2 separate regions of the Rattus norvegicus genome follow, and region 1 is linked to region 2. A link is a contact called in public Hi-C data. All regions are on one chromosome and are shown on one strand. Each heading gives the region's core, a stretch centred on a gene start, on an enhancer-like site or on the middle of the called end of the contact. The rest is flanking DNA. Distances are from core to core; before and after follow the strand shown. Region 1 holds the start of Pdk4 (pyruvate dehydrogenase kinase 4). Region 2 has its middle 42 kb from the start of Pdk4.

Evidence for each region. A called contact is a pair of places that touch in the nucleus more often than the background predicts.
Region 1: a Hi-C map of liver shows a contact between it and region 2, with 2.5 times the contacts expected there. The contact joins the promoter of Pdk4 here to the enhancer-like site in region 2. A contact is called at or near these places in 5 of 12 Hi-C or Micro-C datasets (hepatocytes, kidney, liver and 1 more).

Annotation. Positions count from the first base shown.
Region 1 is chr4:34,566,413-34,570,850 of GRCr8, reverse strand. Pdk4 (pyruvate dehydrogenase kinase 4) reads left to right here and starts at 2,522. Exons shown (of 11, transcript NM_053551.2): 1 at 2,522-2,746; 2 at 3,673-3,814. The coding sequence starts at 2,617.
Region 2 is chr4:34,524,125-34,528,384 of GRCr8, reverse strand. No RefSeq gene overlaps it. Among named protein-coding and RNA genes, the nearest start is that of Pdk4, 42 kb to the left of the region's middle. Within about 2 kb of position 1,819, at least 42 of the 93 cell types and tissues checked have an H3K27ac peak or open chromatin away from gene starts, as enhancers often do. A contact at or near this core is called in hepatocytes and liver, where this site is marked.

The sequences.
Region 1 (4,438 bases), core at 1,273-3,772, 42 kb before region 2:
ATCATATCCTACAGCTTCTTCCCTTCTCTCTCTGGATAAGAATATTGTTCTTCGTAGCATGGAATTTTGCCTGAAAGGAAATGGGATTGTGTACTTTCGTTTCTTGGGAGGTAGTTCAGGGTAGAAGGGGATCGTCTACCTTCTATTTGCTTCATCAATGAGAGTCTTTCACTCAAGGATTCACGTGTGAAACATATCAACGTGACCGAATTTCTTGCAAGCAAGACTTAAATTTAATTAACTATAGTATATATTAATTTAATAGTAAAACTTTTAGCACTAAAGAAAAGAAAGAAAATACAGTCCCAAGGAAACATGATTTTTCTCCATGCTTGTGAGATTCTGACATAAGTGTTGAATAAGCTCCCAGTCCATAAAACCCAGTGCTTCGAGCACGCGTATTATCCCAAGTTATTTAATGTGTTACAAGTGAACAGGAAAAAAAGAAGATATATAGTGACTGATGAAAGAGAGAGAGAGAGAGAGAGAGAGAGAGAGAGAGAGGGAGAGAGGGAGAGAGGGAGAGAGGGAGAGGGAGACAGTGTGTGTGTGTGTGTGTGTGTGTGTGTGTCTGTGTGTCTGTGTGTCTGTATGTCTGTGTGTGTGTGTGTGTCTGTGTCTTGCTTCCTTTTTAGATCACTTGGACATTTCTTTGCTTCCCAGAGCACTGTGTTGTATATGATTCCAAGCCCGACCTGTGGGTTCTGGTTCTGGTGGTGTCTGTGTGCAAGCATCAGTGCTGGCTAAGCTCCTTTATCTTAAGTGCTGGAGCGGCAGTGTTTTGAGTTGCATTTACTTCAATTGGGTTTTTTTCTTCCTTTTATTTTTTTCTCACTAGAGTTAGTTGCCGATGTCTTTTCACTCATCTCTGGATTATTCCTCAGTGTCTTTAAGAACCGGTACCAGATTCTCTTTACCAGAAAACTATGGTCAAGTGTCTCCACCAGATTGTTTTTTCCCATGGGTCTGAGCAAAATGTGTGGGTGCAATGGCAGGCATAAATGATGCTAGAACTTACAGGCAATGACAAGACGGAGGTGGGGGGATGGACAGAAAGTCAACGTGTTATTTCTAAGCAAGTCACACAAGTGGACACAGCATTGGACAGGACTAGCTCAGACCTCCCCCCCCCCATGGTGGTAGCTTTGAAAGAAGGAAGATTCATGCTAGACATATGCGTGCACAAGTCCAATACACAGTAGAACACTGGAGTCTGGCTACAGGAGCAGAGTTTGCACGAGAGATAGAAATTAGACATCAGTCATGTGACTAGGTTAGCTCTCTTAGGGGAAAAGGCAAAGTAAGAGTGCACCTAGGGTCACCCATGACTTTCATCACACCACATCCTCCTTACATGCGAGGGCTAAGGGCACCTTGGGTAACAAACTGCCTTTGCTGCCTTGTTCCCATTCCATTCCATTTGCAACCGAGTCGTTATCATTGTCCCTTATCAACAGTCCATTTCGAGTGAACAGAAGGGCGAGAGAGGTTAGGATGAGAGTTTTATGACCCACTAAAATGTTTCAACAGCAATCATTAGGTAAACCAATATTGAGAGGTAACAAAGTAGGGTAGGATGCACTGAGCCTCTGGAAAATTAAAGAGCCCAAATAACTACAATATGCTACAATGCCTGCTAGGGACAAAGGCTGCTTTTGGAAGGAGGGCAGTCACAGTGAAGAGAGAGCTTTCGGAGCAGATTGAGGGAGGGGCGTTCAAGAGCAAACCAGAAGGCCTTAGAGAAAGAGGGGGTAACAGGGGATGTGGACTACAGAGCTGATCAAACACGCAGCAAATCGCTTTTTAGTTTACATTTAAAAAAAACCGGTAGAAAGTGTCACAAGGGAGAAGTGAACTGGGCTTTTCCACCACAGTAATAATAAGGCTATTTAGGCAGTTTCTAAATTCAAACTGGTATGTGTTCGCTAAGGGGAAAGTCGGGGAAACTATAGGGTGGTCCTTGCTTTCGCGGTCCAATGGCAAGGAAACCCTTACTTAAGAAGCAGATGATTGGCTACTGTAAAAGTCCCGCTCTGAGCGAACACCAATGCACTCTCTGCGGCAAGATTCTTGGAAACAGTTTCTGGCGAGGAATGCGTGACATTGAGATGGCTCCTGAGTTGTAAACAAGGACAAGTCTGGGCGGGCCTGAAGCCCCGGGCGACCTGGGACCTATCCCAAGGGTGCCAATCTCAGGCCCACGTCGTCCGGGATGCCCACTGTAGCTGCTCCCCTACACCACCCCACCCCTGCCTCCCTCTCACCCTTTGCCCCTTACAGGCCGTGGAAACCGTGTCGGGATCACTGTGCCAGAACTTTCTAGTGACCGCGGCCAAAGGGAGGAGCCCAAAGTTCTTGCTCTGAGCTGATTGGTGTGGCCCCAAGTTCAGAGTCCCAGAGGCTCCTCCTGGCAGGAGTTGTGGAGAGGGCGGGGGAAGTAAATAAAAGGCAAGACAGCGGGAGGTGGGAAGACAAGAGTGTCAACCCTTCACCCAGCCTCGAGCACCCGGGACCCTGAGCCCACAGCGCACTTGCTCTCGCTCGACCGCGCTCCCGCCCCGCAGTCCTCACCAACCCTACGGATCCTAGCCACCGCCAGCCTAGGAGGGCATCAGGATGAAGGCAGCCCGTTTCGTGATGCGCAGCGCCAGCTCGCTGGGCAACGCCGGCCTGGTCCCCAGGGAGGTCGAGCTGTTCTCCCGCTACAGCCCGTCCCCGCTGTCCATGAAGCAGCTGCTGGACTTCGGTAAGAGGCGACTGATGCAGGGCCCAGGAGGGTGGCCCTGAGGCTGGGGAGGCCCCAGGATGGGAAGGGCTGAGTTCAGGGGTGAGGACAACCTAGGTCTGTTTGGCTGAAGAACCCAGAAGCCTCAAAGGGCTGTGCACCTGTTTTCCTAGTTCGCTAACTTTCTGACAGTTTGACCCAGAAGTCTACGTCACCTGTAACCACACTGATGTTCAACTTCCATTCGACTTTTCTCTTCTTACTGTCCAGATCTTTGAGTTTATGTATATGCTTTCAGCCACCATTTTAATAATGGGCTAGAAACGAACTCCTTTCTTCCTAATGCTCTATTTCCTATTAACATAAACTCACCTTAGATTGATAGATTTAAACTTGTACCCCACCTCCATATACAGTGCAAATCTCTTAGCAGCGTGCCTAATACTATTTCGCCTTTATTGTTTTACAAATATTTACATTACTATTAATTTAAAAAAATTACCGTTACTCCCTCTCTGCAGCGGGTGGCATAAGGAACATTTCAAGATGTCAATGTGGTATTCTTTGTTGCTAGTCTGAGAACGCCTCTGCCTCCTTCTACCCAGATCCTTTTAAGTTCATATTCATTAGAGGGTGTGTTGTTGACTTTGTGGGGCAGGCTGGCTGTGGACTCACGGATAGGAAGAACTGGAGAGTAGTCGGATTTCTCCAGAGTGATTTTTTTTTTCAGAAAGAAAGTAAACAGTATTTCACCTATGTTGGTCACTCTTAAAAGGAGAAAAGGGATAGGGGGAGTAGGACTGAAAGAAAAAGACGTTAAAATAGCTGTCCTTAAAGTACCCATAAGCACTAACCTAACTGTGATTAAGATACCGTTTTATAATTTTATATTTGCTACTTATTCTCAATTTTTTTCTCTAAAACTGAGCATGTTTCACCCACTACAGGTTCAGAAAATGCCTGTGAGAGAACTTCTTTTTCTTTTCTTCGGCAAGAATTGCCCGTCAGACTTGCCAACATCCTGAAGGAGATTGACATCCTCCCTGAACGCTTAGTGAACACCCCTTCCGTCCAGCTGGTGAAGAGCTGGTAAGGCTCGCTGCTCTGAAGTCTCTGGCTGAGTACTGCTTCTTATACATATTAACCTCATACCTGGATAACAGGCGGTCTTGACAGAAAAAAGTTTTGAATGTTGTACATAGGTTTGTATTAACTTAGGGCAAGTTATCATTAGGATTGTTATAAATCTGCAAATAGATGTCTATTGATATCCTAAAAAAAAATTCCTCTTCACCTTGGGGAGGATGTGTTTCTAGTTTTGCTTTTCTTTCCTTTTCCTCTTTTCCTTGCTGTTATTTGTCTCCCAAGACCAGGTCTGTGAGTCACAGGCTTCCTGAGATTTCTTATATAGTTAGGATGACCTTGAACTCCCTTCTACTTATCTTTACCTCCTAGCTGCTGCGATTATAAACATGGTCTACCATACCCAACTTCACTACAACATAATTTGGACACATGGGATAGTTTTGAAGAATAACCAACATATGGATTTTTTTTAACTTCGTGCTTTACATAACAAAAAAATGGAATCTGGAATTGTATAAACAATCCCCTGCCTAGAAATAGATGGAGATGTCTGCTGTTTAGAGAGGGTCTATGTTTTGTTCCTTATCAACAACTAGCAAAGTGAGCCTCGGGTTCAAATTGTGCCTT
Region 2 (4,260 bases), core at 570-3,069:
TGTTGGGACCTTATGATCAGCCCAATGGTTGGCTGCCAGCATCTGCCCCTGTATGTGTCATGCTCTGGCAGAGCCTCTCAAGAGGCAGCTATATCAGGCTCCTATCAGCAAGCACTTCTTGGCATCCTCAATAGTGTCTGGGGTTAGTGACAGAAATGCCATCTGTATTATAAAGATAAATGTCCCTTAAGAACAGAGGACCCATTAAACATTTGAGTGGATCCTAACATCTTTTATTTACTTACTTGTATGTTTCTGTATCTGTCGCCTAATACTCTGGTGATTCTCCCTTCAACTCTTAAGAAGGGAAGGCCAGGCCTCATCACTGTCATGACGGCAGTGACACTCATCTCCCCTGACCAGGTCAAATCCCAGCAGTTGTGTGTACAGAAATATGGGGAACCACAGTTGGCTAACGGACCATATGTGAGATGCTGGGGAAAGGTAGATGCCAGTGGGGAGACTGTTGGTCTTGAGGATGGTCATAACTGTGACTCTTTCCTCACCCAGTGACTACAGCTTGGTCACTTCTAGTCATGGCTTCTCATTTGCGCACCCCCCCACACACACACACACACACCTCCCCAGTCACTACAGCATCTCGGACAGGGAATCACATAACCGCATGTGTGCCTAAGGAAGACTTAAGGCTCATTTCCCAGGAACACAGAGGACACATTTATGTATGTCTTTCTGGCCACCTGAGGTGTTCGCCCCTGACTAACCCATAAGCTTCTTCTCTCAGAGTGGCTCTCACTCTGGCAGTCCAGCTCTTCTAATATTTACCAACTCAACACATTCACATGTTGGTTTCCTGGATGATTTTGTGACTCTGTTCACTGCCAGTTTTCTTTTATTATTTTGCACAAAATTAATTTCTCCCCATGCTTAAGGCAGTAAGACTAGGTTTGTTGCGAATGTTTCTAATTTAACTCCCCACCCTCAGCATGTGTTTGGAGACTCACGAGCTATTTGGAGGTCAAGGGACAACTTTCAGGAGTCAGCTCTTTCCTTCTACCCCACGGAAGAAGCAAGGCCTCTCTTAATTGTTGTTATTTTACTGTGTACCCCAGGCAACCTTGCCTTCAAACCATTAAGCGACTCTCTGGTCTCTGACACCAATCTTTTCCTGCAAATCGTGAAACTGGAGATACACTCTACCACAGCTGTTTGTTTGTGTGAGTTTCAGGAATCAACGTTTGGTCTTCAAGCTTGCTAACCCTCTGAGACACCTCTGAGCAGTCCCCCACCCCCATTTTCTTGGCATTTTTTGTTTTGCTTTGTTTTTTTATCGGCTTATGAAACATTTTCGCAGTTGTCCTTCATACAGGGCTCTAAAATAAGACAGTGCCCATTGTGGGTGCAGTTTAAGAGGTCAAGTCCTTCAGCCTTGGCTCAACTAGAGTCTCTCCCAAGCCCATCCTGCCTTCTTGAGGCTTCCTGGTCGATCAGTTCACCTCCCTCCCTGGATCCTGGCCCCCAGTTGTAACATCTCCTTACATGAAGGTTTTTTCCACTGTCCCTACATCAAAAAGGAAAAGGAAAAAAGAAAAAAGAAAAAAACTTGGGGGTAGATAGGTATTCATATCTATTTGGCTGACAATGGCTTATACCACTTTATTAAGGACTGGTAGCGGTTGGGGATTTAGCTCAGTGGTAGAGCGCTTGCCTAGGAAGCGCAAGGCCCTGGGTTCGGTCCCCAGCTCCGAAAAAAAGAACCAAAAAAAAAAAAGGACTGGTAGGGAACTGTAAGGGTGCCACTACTACTGTTCAAAGATAGCCTATAATTATCTGTCTGAAACCAAAGTTGACTTTACCCTTATCATCGATTAAACAACCGTAATAGTTAATGGAGGAAAACTTCCTGGGCAAAATGAGTTTAGTGACTGCAGCCTCCATTGTCAGCAGACGGGGACTCCAGGAACTCATGTTGTTGTAAGCTACCCATAAGCCACTGCCCCACCACCCCACCTCCCAGTCTAAGACCATTATTTCAGTGTCTAAAGAAATTGCCATCTGAATTATTTCCCAAATAATTGCTAGGTGGTCATACTTCAAGAAGGGCCCAGAGAGTTAAACTCCACATAAAAACAAGGCTTTGGGATCTCTCACAGGTTCTGGTAAGCAAAGACAACTGAACCACTAGCCCAGATCCCACAGCACAGACTCACCCACACCAGGGTGCTGTGTTCCCAGAGTATGTAAGTAGATCTTCCCTGAAAGAGAGTTAAGGAGAACAAGGACTCAGCCTGGGGACAAAGCTCCTTTCCAATTCGGTCAGGTTGACAGTGAAGTCAAGCCTCATGTAGAGATAGAAACTCCTGATCTGCCTGATTGATTTGTTTTGTTTATTTGAACAAAGGGCTGTTTCACAGCTGAGGCTGAGTGCCCAGCATCTAGCCAGCTGACTTCTGCGCCTTAACAAAAGCCCCAGCTGCCAAAGAAAACACTGAGGCCCGGAACAAAAATCCAAGATTTTCCAAGGCCATTTGATTCTAACACAAACAGACAGCATTTTTGCAAATAAAGATTCAGAATTAGGATTTAGGGCTCCTGTGTTCTTACATGCAAAATATGTAAACTTTTCAGATGCTAAGGTTTACCCCTAAACTAAGCTCACCATCAAAAGGCAGTATCATTTGTGTGTTTTCTTCATTCTTAGGCTCCTGGAAAACAAACATGCCGGCGTGCTCACAGTGGCAGACAACCAAAGAGAGATCCTACCTCAACTACCTCAGACAAGACCAAAGAGAAGACACACTCGGAGCTGTCCTCTGATGTCTATGTGCACACCTTGGCCAGGGTACAGCATCACTCACTCACACTTAGGAAAGCTGGAGGGAGGGGGGGAGGGAGGGAGGGAGGGAGGGAGGGAGGGAGGGAGGGAGGGAGGGAGGGAGGGACAGATGGATAGACAGATGGAAGGATGGATTGTTGGATGGATGAATAGAAGGGTGGATGTGAATGAGATGAAATTTTAACATTTGGGGGGTTGACACCAGGTAGATGCTTCTTGGTCAATGGAAGTTTCAAATCTAAAAAAGAGGGACCAAGTCTTAGAAAGTCAGTTTAACAACTTTGAAACAAGAAGCTATGCCTTATATAAACATGAGGAATGTCTGAAAGGCTGGCTTTGCAAATATTTCTCTTAAAAGTAAAAGGAAATAGTGCTGGTTTTGGTTTTTTTTTTCCCTGCACTGTTAGAAAGAAATCACCACGGGTAAAATTCGGGTTTGTAGCACATCATCGAGGTGATACACTGGAAAGCGAAAGACTCAGGAGAGGGTGGTGACATGTGCAGGCTCTGGGGTCAAAAGCCAAGTTTTCTCCAACTTTGGTGATTGGTGATGCTGGCTGAATTCCAAGTGTCTGTGACCTTCTCTACCATAGCGAGAACAGGGAGGGAACCGGAGGTTGACTGCTCAGACTCTATTTTCAATCCCTGACAAGGATGGGAGGGAGGGAGAGGTGATTGACAGCTGATCTCTCCTGGCTCCACCCTATAGCTGCAAGGTCTGAGTTCCCAAAACACAAGCTAAATGAAAGAAGCAAGAACCTGTTGACTTCTGGCTGGATAGCAAGATTGGAGTGATACTGGCCTCGAGTAATAATTTTAAAACGAGCCAAGGGTTGAGGAGTGCAGGAGAACAGTCAATGTCCACAGTGGGGCCAGAGGAGAAAAGAGGGGTATGGCAGCCCAGCACCACACAATGTCCCCGTCTGAGCAGAAAGCAGCCAGGCTGTTTGTTCTTGGCATTGATCTAACTCTCTCATAAGTTTCTGGCTACCTCCCAGACAGAACGACATGTTCCCTACTGGGTGCCTAAAGGACTTAAAAACATGTTTGCTTGTGCAAATCGTCAAGTGGTCTCTAGCATCAGACTTGACCAGCAAGTTTCAACCATTACCATGTCCAAAGCACATTGTTAGTATGGTCGGGACACTCTTGCAATTAGAGCTGATTTTAAGTGAGCCTAGCTGTTCCAGTAAATCGTGGTTCAAAAATACCCACTTGGGAAGAGTAAGTATAGATATGGTCTCAGCTAATCTTTTTTTCTGTCACTGTCACTGATGTAGCTTTTAGGTCTTGCACCTGTTTCCACTATGCTGCCTCCCTCCTGCCCGCCCTCCCTCCTCCCACCTCCAGCCGGGGTGAGCTCCTCGAGCTGGGCACATTACTCACCCTGTGGGAGCTAAAATAGCACAGATTAACACCAGCCTTCCAATGCCAGCGTGTAGGCAATGGCTCAGCCTTTCACT